Linked DNA regions of Mus musculus: region 2 is linked to region 1. A link is a contact called in public HiChIP or PLAC-seq data. All regions are on one chromosome and are shown on one strand. The core of a region is the stretch at or near the end of the contact, and the rest is flanking DNA. Distances in the headings are between cores, read along the strand shown. Region 1 has its middle 6.0 kb from the start of Gm34952. Region 2 has its middle 25 kb from the start of 4930471E19Rik.

Region 1 (5,466 bases), core at 2,161-4,660:
TTTTTTGTTTTTGTTTTTGTTTTTTTGGTGCATTTCTTGCTATGGAATCATGACAAAAGGTACTCAAGTATGAAATGTAAAGCCGGGCCGTGGTGGCGCACACCTTTAATCCCAGCACTTGGGAGGCAGAGGCAGGCGGATTTCTGAGTTTCAGGCCAGCCTGGTCTACAGAGTGAGTCCCAGGACAGCCAGGGCTACACAGAGAAACCCTGTCTTGAAAAATCCAGAAAAGAAAATAAAAAAGAAATGTAAGGGAGACCAATACAAATTCGTGTCATTAGTGAAGAATCCTTCATCATGTGTTCTTTCACGTCGCTTTAACAGAACATTCTTTCACCTCTGTGTCCTTCAGGAAAACATTCCTCTACATGTTTGCCCCAGCAAAACACAAACCAACACGACTGACTTTTTTTTTTTTTTTTTTGGTTTTCGAGACAGGGTTTCTCTGTATATAGCCTTGGCTGTCCTGGAACTCACTTTGTAGACCAGGCTGGCCTCAAACTCACACAACTGACTTCTTAAGAACCCTTAAGTTTCCACTCCAGAAACCATCTCTGTTAGTGCCTCTGTAAGCCCAATGTCCGTCATCTAGCTTTTCCTATCGTACGGGGAAGTAGTGGGATCTTCCCAGCCTTTGGCAGCCCTACCCACAGTGAAGCAGAATGACCCTAGATTAATCATTTAATGGCCGAATGGGGCTCAGTGGTTTGTTAGAACTGGTGTTTCCCACTGTCATTATTAAAATGTAACTGACATATAACTACAGCCAGATGGATTATATTGAAAAGAAAGATTATAAATACAAAACAAAACAAAACAAATCCAGTAGTCCCCTATAGCCATGGGTCCTGAATTATGTTCTAAATCTATAGGTTTAAGCAAACTTGGGCAGAAAAAAAAATTAAATTTGTACATACCAAATATGTGCTGACAGATTTTCTTATTGTTCCCTAAACAATACAGCTATGCCAACTGTTTGCACATTTGCATATAGGAAGATGTCATGGATTATGTCGTTTTGTTTTATAGAGCAGATTTGAGCATCTTCAGAGGAGTCCTGTAACCATTCGCCAGGGTCACCCAGGGATGGCTCTATTCAAAGACCATCATCAGCATCACTCCTGGTCCTTGCACTTCATTGTGTGATTACCTTCCTCCTGAGACCACCTATGTCAGTCCCTATGTCCGGGCATCTTACGATGGTGTGCCCTTGGACATTTCTTCCCACTTCTGCAGCCATGACCTCACCTCACAGTCTGCAAGCAGCTGTGGTACGAGTATTTACACGAGTGGTTCTCAGCCTGTGTGCTGGGCCCCCTTTGGTAAACCTCCATCTTTACAAACATCTACATTACAATTCCTAACAGTAATAAAATTATAGTTATGAAGCTGCAATGAAAATAATTTTATAGCCAGGCAGTGGTGGCGCACGCCTTTAATCCCAGCACTTGGGAGGCAGAGGCAGGTAGATTTCTGAGTTCGAGGCCAGCCTGGTCTACAAAGTGAGTTCCAGGACAGCCAAGGCTACACAGAGAAACCCTGTCTCGAACAAACCAAATAATAATAATAATAATAATAATAATAATAACAATAATAATAATTTTATGGGTTGGGGGTCACCACAGCATGAGGAACTGTATTAAAGTGCCCCGTGCAGCATTAAGAAGGTCGAGAACCACTGATTTCCACAAAGGAGACTTGCAGATAAAACACAACAGGCTCTCAGACTCCCAAGATTGCTCTTAAACATTTACTGTCTCGGTGATGCTAAGGATCCTCTCTTCAGAGCTGTAAGGAACAGTGTGTGTAAGCAAGGTGAGCTAGGTCAAGTCCATCTAGAAAGGATGCTTCCCAAGATTAATAGACGCAGGATGTCCAGCCCAAATGTCTCCCCCTCTCTGGTGCTTGCAGCTCCTGGGACACCAAGTTGGTTCCTCTTCACAGGTATCCACCCTTAATACGTTTTCAATTGCAAGGCAGAGATTAGAGAAGGAAGTTCCCACAGCTGCAGATTGATTGATTCCTTGGCAGCCCACATCATAAATGCTTTCACAAAAATGCCTCACCCAATCTTTTAAAAGGCTCTGGACTACATTTAATGGACGATGAGAATAATGACTTTTAAATATGCCACTGCACAATTAGGCCACTAAAGCAACTGGGACAGTCCGGGATGCACTGGGCGGGAGAAATAATACAAAAGGAAATATAGGAGAAAGTAAAATAATCTACAGGAAAGAAGGTGGAACTCGGAGGTCAAAATTTGCATTTGTACCGTCATCTTGAATAAATGTGAGTGACTGTGTAAAAGAAACAAAGAAACAAAAAGAAACAAAGAATTGCCTTTCCCTTCTCAATGGGTGGTATACCCTTGAGCAGCCCAGGATTTCTCCATTTTTGTTTCTCCGGAGGGATGTAGGGAAAACCTAGTGGTATCATTGTTTCTCAGAAATGAGGGCGGTGCAAGGAGCTCTCAGACCCCCTGTAAGTGGAGCATCTTCTGCAGATGCTAGAGGGGTCTGTGGAAATATGAGCACTTAAAGAAATGGGACACCAAGGCAAATGCTAAAGGGACAGAGGAGGTGTTGAGTGGAGACAGCCTCTCTGTAAGTTTGACTTCCCTCATGCCTGACCCTGTCCTAGGTTGTCACACATCTTTATTCGAACCTGAAGTGTGGTCACCATCTGCACTATAGAAAGTGTTCCTGTATAATAGGCACGGCCGCTCTACATATAGCCAGCACTCTCTCTGCTTATGTCTCAGATGTACTGTGCTAGTTACTAAACACAGTTAATGGTTAATACTAGTTAATCCTACTCTGAAATCCCCACTGTTCTGAATCCCAAGTTAAAGTTTCAGGTGCTAGTCGGGCAGTGGTGGCTCACGCCTTTAATCCCAGCACTTGGGAGGCAGAGGCAGGCGGATTTCTGAGTTCAAGGCCAGCCCGGTCTGCAGACCAGAGTTCCAGGACAGCCAGGGCTACACAGAGAAACCCTGTCCCTGGGTATAAAGCCCCTGGATCTGAACTCCAACACTGCAGGCAAAAGGTGTGTCTCCTCTGGTAGTTCTAAACCCCAGGAGGAAACTCTTATCTGAGTACCGTTGGTTCCTCTTTACAAATGAGTTTTCTACAGTACTAAGTTCAAACCTGATGGAACAGGATAAAGCCCCTGGATCTGCCCCAGGTCTGCTGTATACCCATCTCCACAGTCAGGAGGCTGAGACGGGCAGGTTGCAAATTTTAGACCAGTCTGGGCTACTAAGATCCTTGTGAAAACAACTTCGGGAAGAAAAGGAGAAGTGGGATTTCTTACTCCCTGACCTTGGGTCTTACAGAACCTAGAAGGTTCTGTAGCAATAGAAGTTAGTAGTTGAGACAGCCCTGGGGCTGCTTGTATTTTGATGCTAATTCAGCTCTCCTGGGAGGGGCATAGAACAAGGCTTGAGTCAGTACATGTGTGAAGTCCTGTGACTCTTCTCTGTGCCCCCACCTTAATTTGTAAAATAAAGGCTAAAACTGTGATTGGGCAGGAGAAGGGAAGGTGGAGCTGAAAGGGAGAGAAGGAGGAGGGGGAGGAGAGAGAGGGAGGTGGAAGGGAAGTGGAGCAGAAGCACATGGCCTGGAGAAACCGCAAGTTCTAAGGGGTCTCATAGATGTGGAAGATGGTAATGTAGCGGTAGATCTGCCTAATCTTGGCGTGCAGCTTGTATTCATATTAACTGAGTTGTGTTCTCTTTGCACAGGCCTACTTGGGTTGGAGATTTATAGCGAGAGTTAGTCTTCTATTGGAACGTGACAAAATCCCACAATCCAGGTTAGCAACACCTATGTACCACATTACAAGTTCTGCAGGTCAGACATCCCTGAGCGACTTCCCTCTCACCAGGCTGGAGAAAGGGCGTTGGCTGTGCTACTATCCTCTGAAGCCCAGCTCTCGTGCAGCCTCACCTTTGAATCCAGTGAATAGACAGCACAAGACCAAATGTTCTTTGTTTGTTTTTCGAGACAGGGTTTCTCTGTATAGCCCTGACTGTCCTGGAACTCACTTTGTAGACCAGGCTGGCCTCGAACTCAGAAATCCACCTGCCTCTGCCTCCCGATTGCTGGGATTAAAGGTGTGCGCCACCACGCCCGGCTAAGACCAATTGTTCTTGCGGCCTGTTGGTCGGGGCTCATTGTTGGCACCCAGTGTCAACTTTGCTGGCTAGTCTTATGTCAACTTTGACACACCAGCTAAAGTTATCTGAAAGGAGGGAACCTCAATTGAGAAGATGCTGCCATGAGACCCAGCTGTGAGGCATTTTCTTAACTAGTGATTGATGGGGAAGAGCCCAGTCCACTGTGGGTGGAGCCATCCCTGGGCTGGTGGTCCTGAGTTCTATGAGAAAGCAGGTTTAGCAAACCAGGGAAGCAATCCAGTAAGCAGCACTCCTCCATGGCCTCTGCATCTGCTCTTGCCTCCAGGTTCCTACCCCGTTTGAGTTTCTGTCCTGACTTCCTCCGATGACAAACAGCAATATGGACGTGTAAGTTGAATAAACTTTCCTCCCCAACTTCCTTTTTGGTCATGATGTTTTATGCCAGCAATCGAAACCCTAAATAAGACACCAAACTTGAGGATCTGGGCCTGTGTTGGCAGCTAATTTCTCCAACAAAGTCAGCGATGGAGCATTCATTTCTTGACTTCTGGAGAGTATAAGCTACGGTATTGCCACCCCAGGAGCAATTATCCCATTCCATTTCCAAGTGTCACTTACAGTGGATCCCACAGGGTGTAAGCACTATATGCATGGTACACAGAGAGAATCTTGGAGTTCTACACAGAGTTCCCTGGGAGACTTTACAGTGCTAATGAAAGACTCTGAAAGGAGCCCCTCGCTCAGGCCTCAGGACAATAGCGGACACCCAAGAACTCACGACAGACCGAGCTTGTTGCAAACCACATGAGGCTTTATTCGGGGAAAGCCAGAGCTCTGGGGACGACTCATATCCCACACAGGGGGTAGAGGAGTCGACCTCGAGGGGAAAGAGGTCCCAGTTTTTATAGGCCCTCAGGGGGGAAAGGAGAAGGGGGAGAGTAGGGGATTTCCAGATCTAAACAATGTCTATTCTCAAGAAATGGGTATGGGAGGGGTACAAGGAAAGAGTCTGGTGCAGGTGTAGCAACTCAGGATTGGCTGGGCTGTGGTCGCTGGGGAGATTTTCTGACTCTTTCTCAGCAACCAATATCACAAACACCTGGCAATGGGCTTCATCAGTGGGGACACACATGGGTTCAAGGAATGGTCAAAACATTGGCAGACATTGGTTCAAGGAGTGGCCAGAGCATTGTGCACCTCTATTTTTCTAAATCAGTGAAGCTAGTTCTGCTAACACTGACGTCTATCTTGCCAATTTCAGGGCTTCTGTGTCCTTTTACATTCTGCCAGGATCCTTCACTAACATCTGGACAGGAAGCACCTTG
Region 2 (5,489 bases), core at 1,835-4,334, 140 kb after region 1:
TGGATGGTTATTAACCCAGAAATCTACAATTGGACAATGTGCAGGAAGTAAGAGACTTTGGAGCACTCTGTCCTAAATGAGATCCTCTATCAAACCCTTCCCTTCATGGCTCAGGGAGCTATTCGAAAGAGGAGGTGGACAGATTGTAAGACATAGAGATGGAGAATGTTCAAGGGATGAGTATCGTCCAGGTGCCACAGGACACACACACACACACACACACACACACACAGGACCTGTGCAGGATCAAACCAAAGCCCCAGCATTGAGAAGTGGAGAAGACACAAAGCCCCATCCCACCACAAACCTACTTGTACTTGATGACTGTTGGAAAATGGAAAGGTCGGTTTTTCTCCTGGGAGTGACACTGAAGTATCAACCACACTCCAGGAGAGGTCTCATGCACAGAACTAGTTGGCCAACACAGAACAGACTCTATGTTTTTGTTTTCATTTGGGGAACGGGGGCTTTTTGTTTTATATATGGTTTGGCTTTTTTTTATTGCTTTTTTATTTGTTTTGATTTTTTGTTTTTGTCTCTTTTTTTATTGAGAGAGAACATTAAATTGGGTGGCACGGGAATCTAGAATGAATTAGGGGAGGGGAAAGAATATGATCAAAATACAATATTTGGTTGTTTCTTGTGCTTGTTTTTAATAAGATCTGGATATGACCCCATGGAGAAGAATCTCATGAGGTCATTAGTTGTCACATTTTGTCATATAGATGCTCTGGGAGCCCCAGTTGACTAGAGAATGTAAGATTTGAGCCATGGTGGGAAGTGCAATGGAGTCTTTGGCGATGACATAAATTTGTTTATTAAATAGAGCATACCCTACATTTCATATATACATTTTGGTACTGCTCTGACTCAGTCAGCCATCTGACTTTATTATTGCTTTACCATTTGAGGAATTATATAATATCAGAATTGACAGAGCAGAGAAGTAGTTGTTTTCTATAAAAGTAAAAAAACAACAACAACAATAAAATAAATAGTGGTAAGTTCAGAGGAGGTAGCTAAATGGATGAAGTACTTGCTGCATTAAGTGTGAGGCCCTGAGTTTGATGATCAGCACCAAAAAGGCCAGCAATCAAGGAAAATGCCCAAAATTGATGTCTGAGCACCCAGATAGATGCTGTACCCCCCCACACACACACATACGCACACACACACACACACACACACACACAAGTACGTCACCAAAAGTACTTCCCCGTCTTGTCACAAGTTAAATGTTAGAAGACATTGGAGTGTGTTGGAATACCTGTGTTAACTTCACAAGAAATCAGGAGGTACACAGTTCTAAGACTGCAACCCACAGTCAGTGATAATGATACTAGCTCAAGGCTTTTCTGTCTGTCCATCTGGTCAACCCTTTCACACTGACCCTGCCCTTTAGCCTCATTATCTCTTGGTTACAATTGACTATTACAACACTAAGCATCACATTCACCTGCAACTGCAACCTGCAAGTCAGGAATAAATAGAGCAGTAGGAATTTGAGAGAAAAAAATTTCTCTCCCTAAATCTGTCTCTTTTTATCCCAAAAGAGAAAGTATGTCTTAGAATGCCCAAGTGAGAGATGGGCAGAACTGTGTCATGTAGCCAATGCCAGGGGCAAGAGAACTCGGAAAAAAATGACCTCAAATTTGGAAGTTTGGGTTTTTATCATGGGAAGCAGTTATGCTGGGGAAGAAAGGCTTAGAGAATGAACCTGGATGAACATCAATGTCTGTTGTTGCCAACAGTTCAGAATCATTTTGAGGTACCAGAGGAAAACTGCCCCAAAGCAAATTATATATAGGGTTCTTTGGGGATGGGAGTCCATTGGAGTCCTACAGTGAAAGAAAAAAAGGAGAGAGAGAGAGAGAGAGAGGGGGGGGGGGGGGAAGAAAAGAAATAAAGAGGAACGAAGGGAACAGACCCCAACCTCTGATCTGATTGACTCTCTGCTCTCTGGACTGCAGAAATTCCTAACATTACTAATGAGCTGAAAGAGGAGCTCGCTGTACCATGAAGCTGGTTTTGCTATTCTTTCTTGCTGTCTGTCTCCCATGGTTCTGTTTCTTAATTCCTCTGGTCCCAGATGGGACTCCCTCAATAAAACTTAGCTCTCCTTGATTCCCGGGAGCCCGAATGTTTTTCACCGAACCATTAGAGTTGAATATTTTCACAAATTTTCCCATGGAAAGATGGAGGGTGAGAACCCACCCAGCCCATAAAATCTGCCATCCTCTCCGCCAGGATGCTCAATCATCATGCCAGCCCAAAAGTCTGCAGCATAAAAGCACATTTTATTTTCTTGCTTAAAATGTGAGGCGTGGGGATGTTTTGCTTTGTTTCAAACAACCGGTCCTTCTAGATTGGATTCAGTGTAGCTCAAGAGTCTCCACTAATTAAGAGGAGCTTACCTTACTTTGTGGAAACTCTCCAATTCTTTTTATTTGGTTGAACAGTGTGTAGGTTGGGAAGTTTTAATTCTTTTCACGCTAGGATTGCAAATATTCTCAACTCTCACAAAGTGATCTTCCCTTCATAAAAGAGCAGAGAGATCATCCACAAAGTTGAAGAACTGAAAATATTTGTGTTATCTTGGTTTTCAATAGGAGTTGCCCGGCAGGACCAGGTCTCGGTATGGCCTAATACCACACTTCTTGTTTAGGCAGAATTAGAGACTCCAAAGAAAAGGAAAACAAGGAGGGCAAGTCCAGCCTGCTGCACCTGGCCATTGTGTAATCGCCCACGCTGGGAGTGAGGTGGGAATTCCTTTTGGCCCCTCCCTCCACATGTGATCAATTTACATCCTGGAACTTGAGACTCTATTTCCTGTGTCTTTTTTGTGCTAGTTCACATAAATTTACATGCCAGTCACGCTCATAAATGTCTAATCCATCTGCAGATCTAAGTCCAGTCTGCCTCAACAGCCCCCTGTGGTCACAAACGCTCCAAGCTGAATATGTCAGTTGGTTCAAAAGATGCTGCCTGGTACGCCTCCCCCACCCCACCCCCACCACACCTCCGCCCCCACCCATCGCCCATCCTTATTTACATTTCCTTTCTTTCAGCTGCACTAAATGTGCCCCGCTCTTGCTTGGGATCAGCTGGAAGACAGGTGAGTTTCTGTCCTACCCTGAAAGTTCCCTCTGACTCTGGTTTAAAGCGTTGAGACTGTTGCTGTTGCAGCATTAGCGGAAAATGGCCTAATTGGATGTAAACAACCGGAACTAAGGAGGTGCGAGGGTGCAGTGACCAGGATGCACAGCCACAAGTCTGTGGTTCTAGACTAGGGTAAACGAGGTAACTACTCTGCATTTAAATTTCTTATATAACAGAACAAAAAAATGAATTTATCACTATTCGTCAGTCAAAGCTCCTAACAGGACCGAGTAATGAAAGACAGCAAAAGATGTGAGGGTAAGCCGGGTGTGGTGGTGCATGCCTTTAATCCCAGCACTCGGGAGGCTGAGGCAGGTGGATTTCTGAGTTTGAGGTCAGCCTGGTCTACAAAGTGAGTTCCAGGACAGCCAGGGCTACACAGAGAAACCCTGTCTCGAAAAACAAAAAACAAAAAACAAAACAAAACAAAAAAAACCCAAAAGATGTGAGGGTAAAGAGTTAGGCAAATTTCAAACTGTGTATTAACATCTCATACTTACTCCTTTATGTGTTCTATGTGCTTAGGAAATGGTACCCAGAATCCTATTATGGTGGCGTATCTACAGCTTTCTGCTTTGGGTTGGGATCAGATTACTTCACAATCAACCCTCACATTTCAATGATCTATGGAGTAAATGGTTCGCTTCTCCCAAGTCCATCCTCCATCTCAGATGTTGCTCTCTAGATAATCCTCTCGGGTGATTTCCATCTAAATAGAAACTCAGAGATCTTGGTTTACCTCATATTTTGAGTCTACTGTATTGTTGCTTCCAGTCAACTTAGGGCTAGGAAGACAGTAGAAACCAGGGGAAAAAAGAATTCATGGACGACCCCATCCATGAAATTATTTAATGCTACAAGTGTGTATGTTCCCATTTCATTGGTTCGAAGAGCTATAAAACCCCTTCTCAATGCAAGAGGCCTCAGGAAAGTGGTATTTCTGAGTCCCATGAGGAAATAAAAGACCCATACAAACATACAGTTTTGTGTTAAAGACAAGACAAAATTCCCAAATGGTCTCTAAGTCCCTTCACACCTACCTACCATTTGAGGCGTGCCCCCCACCCCCAGTAGATGCTAATGCTCACTAGGAAGTGATTGGTGTGAGGTCTTACACTGACCTTTGTTCCTGAACAGTTAGGACAAAGATCTTCTAAGTCACTGTGAACAATTTAAGGGGAAAAAAAAAAAGAGAAAAAACCCAAAAAACCTAGGGAGATACTCTCATGGAAATGCAGTCTAATGAGAGCAAGCCCACACAAAGATGTCTAAACACCCACCACAGACGATGTCAACTCTTCAAAACCAACTGCAGCTGTGCTGTGCACAGGGCACATAAATCTATGGGCAATCGGGAAGGCAGAATGGGTGGGTGAGTCGGAAATCTGAATTAATTGGAGCCAGGAGGAGACTGTCTGAGAAGGAAAAACTCTTTCTACAGCATTTTTCAGCAGACTATAATTTTCCTAATTACAAAAATCAGAAACTATAGTGAAGGCAGAGAAACACAAAACAAAATTAAAATCACTCCTAATCCCAACTCCCATCCACAGGCCACAAACTTCCGAGCCATTCAGACGATTCCCATCTATTGTTCTTATAGATGAACTCTAACAACTTTTCTGCGCAAGCCATTCCCCTGCTAAGTATCACTCAGCAGGTTTGATGGCTTGTTTTTATAAGACTCACAATATAATCTAGCTATTTTGCAATATTAGTATGAATGGCTTACATAGTTGGCGCTGGTTGGGTCTAACAACTTCTAGCTTTTTTACTCTTATCAAAAAACCGTGTTGAACATCTCTCTGTGCCCGTTTTCTACACATATCTGATCATCTATACTCTAAGAGATTTGTGATAATGGTGACTAACACTGAACTTGGTTACGTGTCTCCTGATTCAGTCCTCAGAACAAGTGGTCTCCCGTTAATAAGGCATTCATCTTCTAGGCAAGGAGACAGTGTCTGAGACAAGTTAAAACCTTTGCCTGCTATGATGCAGCTAGTTAAAGGAAGGAGTGGGATTTGAACCTAGACCAACAGACTTCAGCATCCAAGATCCTCTATGTCTTATTCTACCCTGGGAGAGCACTTAAATTCTCACTAGCAGATTAACTTGCATGACGGGTTGACAGAGTAATGGATATGGCTTGAGTAGGGGTACGGATACTCAAGAGGAAAGGCTTATGTGATGGCCTAGAGGAGAGAAGGTAAAGTTTTATGGGAGACAATAACTTCTGCCAGGTTGAAGTTAAAAAAAGAAAGAAACCATCAGCTAATATGTCCAGGGAGGCAAAATCATTTCAAAGGACAATCTCCAAGCCAAAGTTC

Evidence for each region. HiChIP or PLAC-seq counts read pairs in DNA pulled down with a chosen protein or histone mark.
Region 2: an H3K4me3 HiChIP or PLAC-seq map of embryonic stem cells shows a contact between it and region 1, with 33 read pairs. The contact joins two enhancer-like sites. A contact is called at or near these places in 3 of 115 datasets of contacts at active chromatin or transcription factors (embryonic stem cells and stem cell-derived neural progenitor cells).

What each region holds. Positions count from the first base shown.
Region 1 is chr10:120,519,756-120,525,221 of GRCm38.p6, forward strand. No RefSeq gene overlaps it. Among named protein-coding and RNA genes, the nearest start is that of Gm34952, 6.0 kb to the right of the region's middle. Within about 2 kb of position 3,411, at least 22 of the 459 cell types and tissues checked have an H3K27ac peak or open chromatin away from gene starts, as enhancers often do. A contact at or near this core is called in embryonic stem cells, where this site is marked.
Region 2 is chr10:120,657,882-120,663,370 of GRCm38.p6, forward strand. No RefSeq gene overlaps it. Among named protein-coding and RNA genes, the nearest start is that of 4930471E19Rik, 25 kb to the left of the region's middle. Within about 2 kb of position 3,085, at least 13 of the 459 cell types and tissues checked have an H3K27ac peak or open chromatin away from gene starts, as enhancers often do. A contact at or near this core is called in embryonic stem cells, where this site is marked.